Linked DNA regions of Mus musculus: regions 1, 2, 4 and 5 are each linked to region 3. Evidence: chromatin contacts called from public ChIA-PET, Hi-C and HiChIP or PLAC-seq data. All regions are on one chromosome and are shown on one strand. The core of a region is the stretch at or near the end of the contact, and the rest is flanking DNA. Distances in the headings are between cores, read along the strand shown.

The links. Hi-C and Micro-C count contacts between places; a contact is called where the count stands out from the background. ChIA-PET counts read pairs in DNA pulled down with a chosen protein or histone mark. HiChIP or PLAC-seq counts read pairs in DNA pulled down with a chosen protein or histone mark.
Region 1: a contact with region 3 is called in a Hi-C map of B cells, with 9 read pairs. The contact joins the enhancer-like site here to the promoter of Rb1cc1 in region 3. A contact is called at or near these places in 4 of 39 promoter capture datasets (the C10 cell line, cranial neural crest, liver and 1 more), 1 of 484 Hi-C or Micro-C datasets (B cells), 4 of 115 datasets of contacts at active chromatin or transcription factors (bone marrow-derived dendritic cells, bone marrow-derived macrophages, embryonic stem cells and 1 more) and 2 of 9 other capture datasets (adipose tissue and pancreatic islet).
Region 2: a contact with region 3 is called in an H3K4me3 HiChIP or PLAC-seq map of pro-B cells, with 3 times the contacts expected there. The contact joins the enhancer-like site here to the promoter of Rb1cc1 in region 3. A contact is called at or near these places in 1 of 39 promoter capture datasets (the C10 cell line) and 5 of 115 datasets of contacts at active chromatin or transcription factors (bone marrow-derived dendritic cells, bone marrow-derived macrophages, embryonic stem cells and 2 more).
Region 4: a contact with region 3 is called in an H3K4me3 HiChIP or PLAC-seq map of bone marrow-derived macrophages, with 5 times the contacts expected there. The contact joins the enhancer-like site here to the promoter of Rb1cc1 in region 3. A contact is called at or near these places in 2 of 39 promoter capture datasets (liver and pre-B cells), 1 of 484 Hi-C or Micro-C datasets (bone marrow-derived macrophages), 3 of 115 datasets of contacts at active chromatin or transcription factors (bone marrow-derived dendritic cells and bone marrow-derived macrophages) and 1 of 9 other capture datasets (adipose tissue).
Region 5: a contact with region 3 is called in an RNA polymerase II ChIA-PET map of memory CD8 T cells, with 16 read pairs. The contact joins the enhancer-like site here to the promoter of Rb1cc1 in region 3. A contact is called at or near these places in 4 of 39 promoter capture datasets (cranial neural crest, hippocampal neurons, liver and 1 more), 6 of 115 datasets of contacts at active chromatin or transcription factors (bone marrow-derived dendritic cells, bone marrow-derived macrophages, embryonic stem cells and 2 more) and 2 of 9 other capture datasets (adipose tissue and pancreatic islet).

Annotation. Positions count from the first base shown.
Region 1 is chr1:7,162,664-7,165,363 of GRCm38.p6, reverse strand. It overlaps Pcmtd1 (protein-L-isoaspartate (D-aspartate) O-methyltransferase domain containing 1), which reads right to left. Exons shown (of 6, transcript NM_183028.3): 5 at 1,993-2,116. Among named protein-coding and RNA genes, the nearest start is that of Pcmtd1, 75 kb to the right of the region's middle. Within about 2 kb of position 1,418, at least 18 of the 459 cell types and tissues checked have an H3K27ac peak or open chromatin away from gene starts, as enhancers often do. A contact at or near this core is called in B cells, where this site is marked.
Region 2 is chr1:6,857,251-6,859,950 of GRCm38.p6, reverse strand. It overlaps St18 (suppression of tumorigenicity 18), which reads right to left. Exons shown (of 22, transcript NM_173868.2): 21 at 2,508-2,651; 22 at 1-1,491. The coding sequence ends at 1,351. Among named protein-coding and RNA genes, the nearest start is that of St18, 130 kb to the right of the region's middle. Within about 2 kb of position 1,385, at least 3 of the 459 cell types and tissues checked have an H3K27ac peak or open chromatin away from gene starts, as enhancers often do. A contact at or near this core is called in pro-B cells, where this site is marked.
Region 3 is chr1:6,213,229-6,215,928 of GRCm38.p6, reverse strand. Rb1cc1 (RB1-inducible coiled-coil 1) reads right to left here and starts at 1,267. Exons shown (of 24, transcript NM_009826.4): 1 at 972-1,267. It overlaps 4732440D04Rik (a long non-coding RNA gene), which reads left to right. Exons shown (of 2, transcript XR_001778783.2): 2 at 529-2,700.
Region 4 is chr1:7,112,799-7,115,498 of GRCm38.p6, reverse strand. The region is part of intron 1 of Pcmtd1 (protein-L-isoaspartate (D-aspartate) O-methyltransferase domain containing 1); the gene reads right to left. Among named protein-coding and RNA genes, the nearest start is that of Pcmtd1, 25 kb to the right of the region's middle. Within about 2 kb of position 1,423, at least 26 of the 459 cell types and tissues checked have an H3K27ac peak or open chromatin away from gene starts, as enhancers often do. A contact at or near this core is called in bone marrow-derived macrophages, where this site is marked.
Region 5 is chr1:7,145,924-7,148,623 of GRCm38.p6, reverse strand. It overlaps Pcmtd1 (protein-L-isoaspartate (D-aspartate) O-methyltransferase domain containing 1), which reads right to left. Exons shown (of 6, transcript NM_183028.3): 3 at 885-987. Among named protein-coding and RNA genes, the nearest start is that of Pcmtd1, 58 kb to the right of the region's middle. Within about 2 kb of position 1,398, at least 23 of the 459 cell types and tissues checked have an H3K27ac peak or open chromatin away from gene starts, as enhancers often do. A contact at or near this core is called in memory CD8 T cells, where this site is marked.

The DNA of each region.
Region 1 (2,700 bases), core at 169-2,668, 950 kb before region 3:
CTCCCACCTGCTTTTTACTAACCATTATTACAGGTCACATACTAGGCAAAGCATTTTAGTTCCAATGTCAGATGGTTAAAAATAAAATTTAAAAAAAAAAAACAAAAAAACCAAAAAGACAAAACAAAAAAAGAAAATCAAACAAGTACTAAGAATAAAATGGGTTTTCTGTATAAATCCAAATTCCTATGAAATAAAAGCAAATTAAATGAGAGGTTCATCTGTAGTAAAGCTTTATTTAATGGTTAACAAAACTATGATATATTCAAAGCTAGTTAACGGTAGTTTCCCTTTCTTTCTCAAGGATCAGGTGAAATGCCTACCACACGCTCCTTGAGACTCTTTTTGTTGGTCTCCGACATCTCATATACTTAGGTCCCATCTTTACTAAGGAGTCTCACTGTTTTATCTTGAATTTGTGGGTAACAGGTCCAACTCAAATCCCTCTTCCCTACCTCTTATCTCTACTTTCCTTGGATAATTTAATCTATTTGTTGTCCAAGCACTGCTTCAGACACCGTCTTTGACAGTGAAGATTCGGTACTGATATTTCAGTTGTTTAGTAGGTTTTGGACCGAAAGGCTTCCTGACACTTAAAAACTCGTAGGCACCTCAAACATACCCCAAAGAAAATGTCCACACTCTCTTCCCCTCCTTCCAAATAATGTAACACAAACATACTCAGCTAGTCATTAAAGGGAAAACCAATTCCTCTTCCTCCACCCACATTCCTCACATTGTGGTATTTTTCTGCCTTCAAGCAATTCTATCCACACCCACATAAGCTATCCTCACAATAACTAGTCCACTGTCCAGGTGATGATCCATCCTCCACAGGCACCAAACATGCTCCTGATCTTGAACTCCTCATGTTCTTCATGAGCCTAACACCTTCTATAGTCACTATCTTGGAAAGATGCTGCCACTCAATGTAGTGGACTTGCACTTCAGCACTCAGAAGGTAGAGGCATGAAGAATATGAGTGCAAGGCCATCCTTGGCTTTACAGTGAACAGGAGACCCTGACTCGAGAAGAGAAGAGAAGAGAAGAGAAGAGAAGAGAAGAGAAGAGAAGAGAAGAGAAGAGAAGAGAAGAGAAGAGAAGAGAAGAGAAGAGAAGAGAAGAGATAAATGACACTGCCATAAACACTTGGCCAAGTAGGGTCTCTGACAGCATTCTCATTGTAATTCCGACCATGGAGCAGTAGCAGACAAGCCTTCCTTCCTGCTACCCTTAGCCTAGATGCTCTTCTACTATGAGGAGGAATCAAACTGAAGTCATTTTGAGAGAGCTTTCCATTTTGAATAGGGGTCAAATAAACTCTAAGTTCCCAAACCTCCCTAGGTAACTGACATCCTGTTTGGTAGAGAAAGAGACATGTATGTGGGTAACTGACATCCTGGAGGGCAGGTTGAGACATGAGTGCTAAGCAAGTTGCCCTGCCACAGTTGAATAAACCAACCAATGACTACAGGGTAAGTGTACCACATAGGGAAATGTCCCTAGGAAAGTTTCTTTTCCCTGAATTTTGATTGGTAGAAAAATGTAACTGTAACTTGGCACAGATGTTTGTGGTTTTCAGGCTTAAAAGTTCTGTAACATTCTGGCTGAGGGGCTGGGGTGGGAATTGCAGTTCATCTCACAAGTCTCGACACCCCTGATTGATCAGTAGGAGCTGATTAGAATAAAATGTTGTTTTCTGTATTGACTTGGTGTCTGAATTGTGCTGGATCTAAGTGTACTCTATAACACCACAGTTACTTCCTACTACATTACAAACTAGTAAGTTTACAGTTGGTATGATCCGATTCTCTAAGTTTCTTGAAGGAAGATACAGCGCCCCATACTACATAAAGACTTGACTTTTTTTCTAAATTAAGAATAATCAACCTACTCATTGCATTATTGCCATATTCAATTTGTTATAATCATATATATGATCTACTAAATGCCATCAGTGACAACTCATTCTGGGTTCAAATATCTACTTACGGAGCCCCACAGAGTCCGGTGTGCCATTATCATTCTTACTAGGCTGTACTAGTGGTGCAAAGGAAACCGCAAGGATATTTTTACTTTCCCAAGTGTTTTGTCCAGTCCGCATAATCTGTGTCAACTATTTGGAGTGAAACAAGAAAGAAGCAATTCAATTACTTTAATGTCAAATTTTTACAAGAATAATTGTTAATGAGAAGTTAACATTTAAATGCAACCAAGATATTTCTACTCAATTATGTATTATAACACAAGAAATCTACCATGTACTCCACAGGAAATGCATGCCTGCTACTTTAAGTCTGAGCTTACAGAACCCAGGGGAGAACCTACTACTATTGTCTGACTAAACAGACTAAATAGTAATCAACTCTCCATCATGACTGATGTTACTCAGTCCTTATTGGAGACTCACAATTTGTCAAACTCCAGAGAGTAAGTGTTTGTGGAGTACTCAGCCATAAACAGGACATCTACATCACACCTTCTCAATGCTCAGGGAACATCCCCCCCAAAAGAGGACAGAAAAACTGTAAGAGTCAGAGATCATACAGCATTACTACAAAATGGTGTTTTCTCAACATGACAAGACCATGGCACCCATGGGCACATAGCAGTTTATGATCAAAATTTCAGCATTTCCATCCAGGAAGGCCTCATAAGGCCCCACCCACAGCTGAGGTATGTATTGATAGATGATGGCTG
Region 2 (2,700 bases), core at 136-2,635, 640 kb before region 3:
TAGACATTGCCTTTACTACAGCAACTTCTAAACTCTGATCCAGTTGAGATTGCAGGTTGAATTTCACGTGTGGATGAGTGTGAGTGCATATATGTGTGTAGACTGTGCTGTTGTGTGTGTGTGTGTGTGTGTGCATGTGTCTGTATGTGTGTGTATGTGCATGTGTGTACATGTATGTGTGTGTGTGTAACATCCTTTGTGTCACTTGAAGTTCAAGAGTTTTATCAAATTGAAACTGCCTTATTTATTAGGGAAGCAAAGACCAATGCTGCCAATATTCAAGGTAACCACTTAGCTTGGAATAGCATTTTTTTTTTCAGGCCTTCTGTTTTGCATTCTATTCCAGTCAACCCAGTAAGATAAATGCTATTTCAGGGGATACGGTATCTACACAATTTCCATTTGGATGTGTCTGTAGTTGTAAGTACAAATCTACACCAACATTGTCACTTGTATATTGTACTAACGTGTAGCAGGAAAAGCCAAGCTGGTCCCATCAAAGCTTATTTCTCATTTTGGGAAAGGGTTGCCAACTAGCCAATATGACTTGAAAAACAAGAAGACAAATCTGATTCACTTAAAATGTATGCTTTAAGCAGTCTAAATAAATAATTCATATTAATTAAATCTCTGCAGCCATGTGGAATACTATGCTGACTATTTTATTTAATTATTGCTATCAAGTTCTGAGTGCGCTGTTTGCTAACATCCTGTGCTTTTGTGAGTGTGGATTTCCCACTAGTGGGCGCCATTTATCTTCATAATCCTTCACAGCTCACATTACCAAAAGCCATTTATAAAAACAAAACCAGTAAAGGAGAAATGGAAGTGCACAGTAGAAACCAAGCTTGACCACAGTGTAGTCCTGACATCAGGATTTCCTTCATACATTTCTTTTGTTTTGTTTTTCTCATTTAAATCCAGAAAGATATGTGATTTGAGAACAGCATTTCTATTTAAATCCTATTAGAAGATAAATTAATAAACACACCTGTAAAAATATAGTAGACTTCAAAATGCAGTTAAAAGATAAAAAACTCTTTGATTAGTAATAAATAAAATATAAAATGTCACATTTATTTTTACATATACTTTACAAAATAAAGAGTGCAATGAAGAAAGAAAAGAAAAAGATATGAAAATAAACGAGTTTAATAATTGACTGCATTGCTTTTAATCCAAAGAGTTTATCATAGTTTTTCTTTCCTTTTTATGTCAGCTGGGGAAAAATTAGTGCAATGTTGCAATTATAAACACAGGGACAGCCTCTGGGCTCCAGGGGTATTAGGCCCCTGCAGATTTGTGGGAGTTCATGGCCGTAGTGACCTCTGTTTCCTGCATACTGTCGTTCTACACATGGATGCCCTTCACCGCCTGCTTGATGCTTTCCAGTAGAGCTTTGCATTCTGGGGAATAGTCCTGTTCCAGATTGCTGTACATGTCTGTGAGAGTATTTACATATGCTTCAAAATTCTGCTCATTGATAGGCCCCTGATGGAGACACAAGGAAACCAATCACAGAGGTTCAGCTGCCCCAAGGAAGATCAGGAGATAGTGACAAATGTTGCCAACTTATATAAGTAGGAAAAGAAGGGTTTATAGGACTGTGGCAGTTTGGGATAGGACAGAAAATGTGTGTGTGTGTGTGTGTGTGTGTGTGTGTGTGTGTGTGTACTATCTGTATACTCTTAACTCATGGCATTAATGGAATGCAATTGAATAGTATTGGGGATCAATCTGGAACCACATAATAAATGCTGAGCTAGAGGTGTCCAAACTATATGTCTTTTCTTGGGAAGAGTCTGGGTCTCATTTGCACTTTTCAGTATAAAACCAGCTGTCTGTGGAAAGTATGCTAGGAGGATGAAGCTTTTGCCAAGTGGTTCTTTAACAGTCCTATGTTGGAATGGCAGGGATTGTACTGAGCTGAGGAAATTAACAGCATCACCAATATAGCTCCCAGCAATGCATCTCCAACTCCAAAGACTGATTTACATTTGTGAAAATGTAGAATAAACTTTTTGTGAATTCTAAATAGTTGCATACTTATGAATAAGGGGTAAGGGATAAGAGATAAGGGATAGGAATAGGAATACGGATGCCTTGGTCACACACATGCATTCTATGTTCCATGAAAAGAAGTTGAATATTACAATGAGATTATTGGGAGTGTTATAGTTCATGAGTTGAGTAGATGATGCTGAGGGATGTATAGAATCAACTGTTTGAAAACATATTTACAGTGAGTGAGCTCTGGCATCCAGCTTTCAAATAACTTTATAAGATAGCTTTAAGTAAACCTTCATCCTTAAAGAGTCCTGGCCTTTTGGAATGCCACTGGCCTTGAATTATCTGAATATGCATATCTACCGTGTTCTTAGATTGCGAAAGCATTAAGCATGAAAATGAATCAGGGGTAGGTGACTGTCAATAGTTCAGCCACAGGGTAATGGAACAAAGACATTGAGGTAGATGATGGGGTAGCAGAGCCTTGCTCTTGGTCTTACCATCTGTGGAAGTTGGATGTCAGCAAGGCTGGAGATGAGAGCCTGGCTAAGCCCTGCCAGCTCCTTCAGCAGACTCTCATTGCTCTGTTCTATAAGCTTGTTCTCCTCCTCTATGGTCTTCAAGTTGCTCTCCATAGATGTTATCTACAGCAGAGGTAATGACATAAGAAGCAGAGTTAGAGGCCTTTAAAAG
Region 3 (2,700 bases), core at 18-2,517:
AAGCCTTGGCTAACGTTTAAAACAGATATAAATGCTAAAAAACATAACAAAAACTTAATTGGAAAGCGATGATTTGCGTTGTATTTGGTAATAAGACTAAATAAAATATTTCACACATAACAAGTCCATTTATAGATCCCCTCCCCCAAAAAGAAAAACCACCTACTGAAATACAGTACCAACATTTGACTAGGAACACAGATTGGTTCATTTTTAGGCTGCTTCTAAACTGCTTGCTAGCTTTGCAAACCCTCAGATAAGTAAGTCTCACCAATTCTTTACAGAAAATGGTTAGCAAAATGTATAAATTTTAACGCTCATAATAGACTTGTCAACATCCGCACCCAACTGAATGTCTTGCAGGGACTCTATCAATAAGTGAGTCCACGAGTGTTCCGTGGCATCAGTCCTATGTACCAGTTCATGGAATGATCACATTTTAAAGACTCATGACGGAAGGGACAGGATTACGAAACCATAAACAGTCACCATAGCACATCCACCACTCTGTAGAGAAAGTACTGACAGCACGTTCGAAAGCTGTCATTTGTACCAAGTTTTGGTACTCCCATAAGCCCCCACCCCAAATCCATCTGCGGGGCGAGCGAGGCTGAGTCATTCCAAGGAGTAACTTTACACCGATGCTTGCACTCCGGGGTCGGGACAAAGGCATCACCTCTAGGTTCCTCCCGTCAGGGCACTCCGGCCCTGGCCCAAACCCTCTCCGGTTTCCCGAGCCCGACACTCCAGTGCACCGAGCCCTGGAGACGGAGGCCGCGATTCAGGCCTCGGGTGAGCACCGGCGTCCTGCCGCTCCCGCGATCCTGTCAGCGGCCAGCGGGCCTCAGGGTCCCCGTAGGACTGCCGCGGCGACCCTCCGAGCCGGCGCCGCCAGACGCTCCGGCGAACCCGTCAGGTGCTGAGCGGCCGGGCCAAGCCCGCCGCCAGATGGGAGCAGGGGCGGCACTTACCCGGCAGCGCCTCCTCCGCCCGCGGCAGCAACACAGCCGGCGGCCCTCCGCACCATCTTCTGCCGCCGCCCTGGCCTCGGCGGCGGCTATCAACCGCCCCTGCGGCGCCGCCAACCGACACAACCGTCGGCGCCCAGCCGCCGAGTACCCGGCGAGGCCCGGAAGGATGGGAGTCGGGCGCAGCCGCTGCTCCGGCCCCTCGGCTCCGCGCGGGGACCCGAGTCCGCCGGCCGAGGCACTGAGAGCTTGGCAGGGCTGGGTCGCGGCCGCCGTGGGGTTTGTTATTGTCGACTCGGCCTTTCCGCCGCAGAGCACGCCGGGAAACAGCCAGCCGGGGGAGGGGTGACTCAGGTGTCTGCGCAGATCCGGAAGTCGCTGGGCTGGCCGGACGGGCGCGGCTCGGTCGGCGAGCGTAGTCCCTGGCTGGCAACTTGTCTGTCCTTCCCTGACCCTGGAAGGTATTTCGGTGCTTGCCTTGGACGGCCCCAAGGTGAGCGTGACCTTCTGGCCGCGGCAGACCGACCTCGCCAAACCTGGGGCAGCCCCAACAGGGGAACCGGAGGCTGACGAGTGAGCACCAGCACAGATCTGGGGCCCTCATCTGCTGCCCCGAAATCAGCCGACTGTCACCTGGGCCACTCGTACCGGGACTGCCAGAATGGCAGGCTACTCGGAAAGTATGCCTGGCATCTTTGCAAGGGTGGGGCGGCCCAGAGTCAGACCAGGTAAGTAAAGAGCACGTCCAGAAGAGGAACCGAAGCAAAGTGGACTGTACTGTAAGCGGCACGACCGAACAATACTGAGGTCGATAATAGGTCAACAGCATCAAGATTAGAGAAGAGAATGTCAGCTTATGAGAACATTACATTTGTATTCGGGCTTAGGCAAGGACTTGAAACTACAAAACTTGAGTTTGATGAGAAGATGTTTGTTACAAGCAGGCTCATCAATTATGTGACGTAAACACGTATTAAATTACTATTCCCAGGAATATCTGATAGAGGTAAAAGTTTAGGAATGGTCTCTCTAAGCCAACAGTTAGCGGTTCCCGACAAAATGAGACATAAGGGGTATTAAACTGATTGAGATCTGCAGTTCTTTATTGTGATAGACACTGGAAAAACAGTAGTTGTGTTTTAAGAGTTGTTTAGAAAGGAGCTTGTTGCTTATCTCACTTTGTTTTTAACTTTGCACTTCTGCCATATCCCAGAAAAATCTTGTATGCACACTGTTATACATATTGAGTATTTTTTAAACTGGAATTTTAGTACATTACACCAGCAAATAAAGCAAAAATGGAAAAAGAACAAGCACTCAATTTTTGTGCACCAGGGGAAGTAGTGAATTGGCAAGACTAAAGAGAAGAAAAATTGTTAGTATATTAACAAATGTAAGCTATATTGCAGTCTAGCTAGAACAATGAAGATCAAAGCTGGCCGGGTGGTGCACATACCTTTAATCCCTTCTCTCAGAAGCTGAGGCCTGCTCTACAGAATGAGCTTCAGGGAGCCAAGGCTACACAGAAAAAGGAAAATCAGGGCCGGTGAGATGGCCCAGAGGGTAAGGAGATCTACTGACTACCAAAACTGACAACCTGAGTTTCATCCTAGGACTGACGTCGTGGGAGGAGAGAACCACTCCTTGAAGTTCACACACACTAAAAAGAGCACCAAAGAGCTGTGTTTCCTCACAGTTAATAAGTACCATTGAATAGCAGAAATGTACTCCA
Region 4 (2,700 bases), core at 174-2,673, 900 kb before region 3:
AGTTAGTAACTAAAAGAGAACAAATAGCCAGACATGTTGGTGCATGCCTGTAATGCTAGTACTCATGAGGATCAGAAAAGTCATATGAAGTATGTTTTTAGCATAATGGAGTAAATGCAAACTCTGTTGGCAAGAGAAATTCTGGAATATTCACAAGTACTTGAAATGAAACATTAAATGTTCCCAAACAACCCACAAAGAACTCAAGAAGAATTTTTTTCAGGTTCTTCAAAAATTGAAATTGAAGCCAGGTGGTAGTGGCACGTGTCCAGCAGTAATGTCCAGGAGGCAAAGGCAGGTGGATCTCTCTTTTTTTTTTTTTTTTTTGGTTTTTCGAGACAGGGTTTCTCTGTATAGCCCTGGCTATCCAGGAACTCACTCTGTAGAACAGGCTGGCCTCGAACTCAGAAATCCGCCTGCCTCTGCCTCCCAAGTGCTGGGATTAAAGGCGTGTGCCACCACTGCCTGGCTCAGGTAGATCTTTCGAGTTTGAGGCCAGCCTGTAGTAGCGACAAAGTGATTTCCAGGACAGCCAGGATACACAAAGAAACTGTCGAAGGAAGAAAGGAAGGAAGGCAGGCAGGCAGGCAGGCAAGGAGGGAAGGTGAAACAAACAAACTGAAAAAATTAGAACCCGGTGCAGGCCGTAAACCATGTTACTAAAGGGGATGAAGCACATGATTAAAATTGGATTCGCTTGGGCTACCCTGGACTACTGATTAAATTGAAGGTGAAAATGGGCGATCTTATCTTTAAAAGGAGCCAGGAATGGTAGTATACACCTGTAATTCCAACATATGGAGAACAGAATTGAGTCAGAAGCTACAATCATCTCTGATTACACAGTAAGATCAAGGCCATCCTGGACTATAGGAGATCTTCCCTCAAAACTGAAAGGGGGCGGGGGGGTGGGGGCTGGTGACATGGCTCAGCGGTTAAGAGCGCTGACTGCTCTTCCAAAGATCCTGAGTTCAAATCCCAGCAACCACATGGTGGCTCACAACCATCTGTAACGAAATCTGATGCTCTCTTCTGGAGTGTCTGAAGACAGCTACAGTGTACTTACATATAATAAATAAATACATATAAAAAAAAAAACTGAAAGAGGTAAGAAGAGGACAAAAGGGGTGAGATAACGCTTAAGGTCAGAGCTCTTCTGGGCCAGCATACAGAAATTCCTCTTTCAAATCCCCTGGATGACTCAGGATCCCCATAAGGGAAGAAATATCTAGTGGCCCAGGTCCCTGCACTTGAGTAGGCAGAGGCAGGATGGGGGAGTTGATCTCAAATGAACCACACTGCTTAATGATGGTGTTTAAACTTTACCCACATGTTAAGACATGAAGACAGACTACATAGGAAGTCACTGGATCGCAATGTCCCTCTTCCCTCTGTGGCTATACTGAACAAATCCTCTCTTCCTGTTTTTCACTATTAACTTGGCTCTTAATTGGCCTATTAAGGATCTTGGTCAACCCTGGCTTCTTGCACTGTAACAGCACACACACTAAGCTTAACTCCAATAACACTATAAATAGATTTACCCCTATATGAAACTAGTAGGTGAGGGAAAACCACCTCTCCCTGGGACATTAAACAGGTGGTAAGCACCTGTAATAGTAAGCACAATTACTATTCATGCCAATATTAAATTCTGTTTTTATTCAAAGTATTCCTGGTGTTCACTTGTCGGTAAATATGCAAAGACTCTGGGGCATGGAACAATCAGACTCTAACTGGTAGCTACTGGCTGCTTGAACAAGAAGACTATCAATCAATCTGATGGGTTGTTACCTTCATGCCAACACAAACTATCTGAACACATCATGTGTGCCTTTAGAAAGCTGTATGTCTTACTCTTCTACTGCTATGAGGAGATAACATAACCAAGGCAATTTATAAAATAAAGCATTTAATTGGGTGCTTGTTTACAGTTTCAAAAAGTTAGTCCATGAACATCCAGGCAAGGAGCAGAACAGCAGGCAAGCATAGTACTGAAGCACTGAATATATAAGGGGGTTGTGGGGGTGGAGACACAGACAGAGACAGACTGGGCCTGGCATAGGCTTTTGAAACCTCAAAACCTACTCTCAGTGACACACCTCCTCCTAATCATTCCCAACCATTCCATTCACGGAGAACCCAGAATTCTTCTAACATAGGAACCTATAGAGGCCACTCTCACTCTAGCCACCACACCATACAAAATACTACTAGAGCTCTTGGATATGCAACCTCAAGCCAGCACTGTTTCAAACAGCTTATGCTAGACTTTGTGCTAACATAAACCTTGCAGAACTCTAGAATCTTACACCCGCTCCTATGTAGGCCTGAGTGAAAGCACTTCTCCTGATGACCTAGCAAAAGGGTTAATACCACTGCTGCTGAAAATAGGAACACAAAGCCTCATTTGCACGTGAAGTTTGCAGTAAGCAGTACAAGCACCCTTCCTCTGACTGCAGGAGCAAGTCACTCAGGCTGACTCCAGTTGGCTGGGAGCTGCCCTCCTGTTGCAGCATGAGGCATTATAACAGATTGCTCTTCAGGGGCCTCTTTTTACCTACTTTGTTAGCAGTGTGGGAGCTGGTATAAAGAAAGTAGAATCAGAGCTGCAGAGATAGCTCAGCTAACCGTTAAGAACACTGGCTGCTCTTCCAGAGGTCCTGAATTCAATTCCCAGCAACCACATGGTGGCTTACA
Region 5 (2,700 bases), core at 149-2,648, 930 kb before region 3:
ATTCTGGAACTCTCCTCTATGTTTGTGCTCTTGAGATGAAACCTTGGGTAGTGGCCCAGATCCCCTACAGTTTTTCCCCCTGGCATTTGGAGCCAGAGCTAGGGATAAGTGAGAGGCCCCTGCTAAGAAGCCGCGCCTGGAGCCTGGGTCAGGTTCTACACTGAAACCTTGTTGTATGGTAACTGTGTGGTATGCCTATGCTTCTGGCCCCTTTAAAGGCTTTGTCTATTGGAACTACCATGCGCTCTACAGAAATAGTTACACTACAGCCCTACATACAGCAGGCTATTTCAAGTCATAGGAGTTATTTCAAATTCAACCAAAAGAGCCCTTGTTCCACAAAACTGTCAAGGCAGAATTTCAACGTGATTATAGCCCAAATCTTCACTTTTGCTGCGGGTCAAGGATCAACACCTATGCAATACATTTTGGAAAAAAGAAACCTGGATAGAAGTAAACAATTCTATAAAACATTTCCCAGACACAACCCCACATGACACATACAAATGTATTTATACAGTAATTTCTACTAGATTTATTATGGAGTAAGAAGGACCTCTGTCTGCTGGCATATAAATTATAGACAAACAGAAGACAGACTGTTAAACTACCAACCAAAAGGCCAAAACCAGGTACAGAAACGTACTGTGAGCACAAACATCTTGTTTTCTATCCAAAAGTTTGACATTTAATAAGTAAAAGATCAGTAATCACACATTTATCTATAATTTAATAAAAAATTACATGGTGTTTCTTACTGTATAGCAGGGATCGCTACTATATTCACTTAGCCAGGATTAGTGATCTGATACTGTTTAAGAATAGGCATACTATACATATTCATTAATTGGTCTCACACCCAAACTACAGGTATAAATACTTACTTATCAAAGCTATCACTATTTTTGATGAAGCTCTCCAGTTTTTCCTTGGCATACTCCACCACATCTGAATGAAGTTCAATCCCATGATTTATTCCAAAAGGACCTGTAATTATATAAGCATTTTTTACAAAAATACTAATGATATGCCCCAGAACTCTAATTTCTGTGCAATTATGTATCAACAGCATTAAAAAGGGGCAAGAAATATGCAAACGGCTACCACCTGGATTTTACAGTGGAATGGAAACCTGTTTACAGCACCTATTTTCTATGAAAAGGAAGAAGTGAGCACAAATGTAAAAACGGATTAAAGCTAAAACCTACACATATACAAAGACAGGATTTTGGGCAAGTCGCTATGGTCAAAATGATCACATAGCCCCAAGTTTAAGGTGCAGTGCTGTTGCTTTGTCCTTCTGAAATTAGAACCAGACTGTGCCCTAGTCAGCCTCTGCGCCTCCAGCCCTCTGTTTACTAACTTGCTTACTCAGACTGGCCTTCAAATCACCATGTAGCCCAAGCTAGTCGCTAACTTGTGGTTTTCCTGCCCCAGCTTCCTGAATAGCAAGAGGAAATATGCATTGCCCATACCCAAGTGAGGTGTCTTTACCTTACCAGGTTCACTTTATTCAAAGTCTCGTGGTTCTCAGAAGTGCAGTTAAGAGTTCCAGTCAACTTCATGCTTTTCACACCATACTTTTTTTTACACAAGATGATGGCTGAAAGACCTCGCATGAAAAGGGCTGGGGGAGAGAGCTTATGACTGCAGTTGACAATCAAGCTCTCTTCATCGTCTAAAATGGAACCCAACAGGTTTTGTGCTCTACATTCTTTTACTGTAATCTGTATGGCTTCTTCCTATGAAGGTTGTGTTTTCTTGTTCTTGTTTTGGAGAGAGAGTTTCTCTATATAGCCCCAACTTTCCCTGAGTCTTCTGCTTCTGCCTCTGGAGTGCTGGGATTAAAGATGTGTGCTACCCTGCCGAGTTCACTAATTTCCCTTACAGAATCTGTAACTGAAAGAGTTCTCTAGTGTCTGTCACAATACATTGAGTATCAGTCTTATCTTTATTAACCACTTTAAGAAAAAGTCAGCCGGGTGTAGTGGCACACGCCTTTAATCCCAGCACTCCAGAGGCAGAGGCAGGCGAATTTCTGAGTTCGAGGCCAGCCTGGTCTACAGAGTGAGTTCCATTACAGCCAGGGCTACAGAGAAACCCTGTCTCGAAAAAAAAAAACAAAAACCAAAAAACAAAAAAAATAAATAAAAACAACTACAAATGAGCAAATTTAGATATTCAAATAGTACAAAAAATTATTAGATATTTGCATTATGCAGTCACTGTCCGACTAACCTGAAATACTGTTTTTACAAGTGAGCAAAGGGAGGCAATGCAAGCTCTTCCTTTCTGTTTCCTTACAGATACACTGGTTAGCTTTTTATCTGAAAACTGAAACCTCGGTTTAACATTCCTTAATATTCCTAATACTATAAACCGGAAAATTGAAGATTCATTTAAAAAACAAACCCTCCTCCCAAAATTAGATTAAAACTTTAGTTTCCAAAGGAGTTAATATATGTGGGAGAAGTTCAGCCTAAAAGTGCTCGGAAGGAAGTCAGACAGGTGAGGGGGTAATAAATATGACCGACATATATTCTAGACAGTAAAAGATTTGTTCAACCTCTTAATAAAATAATAATATAAAAAATATGTAATAAAGTATAACAAAATAATAATGAAAGTATTTGGTTTAAAGCTTGTTCGAGTTAAAGCTGCACTGTAGACAGTCACCTATACTTGAAGCTGGTGAATAGA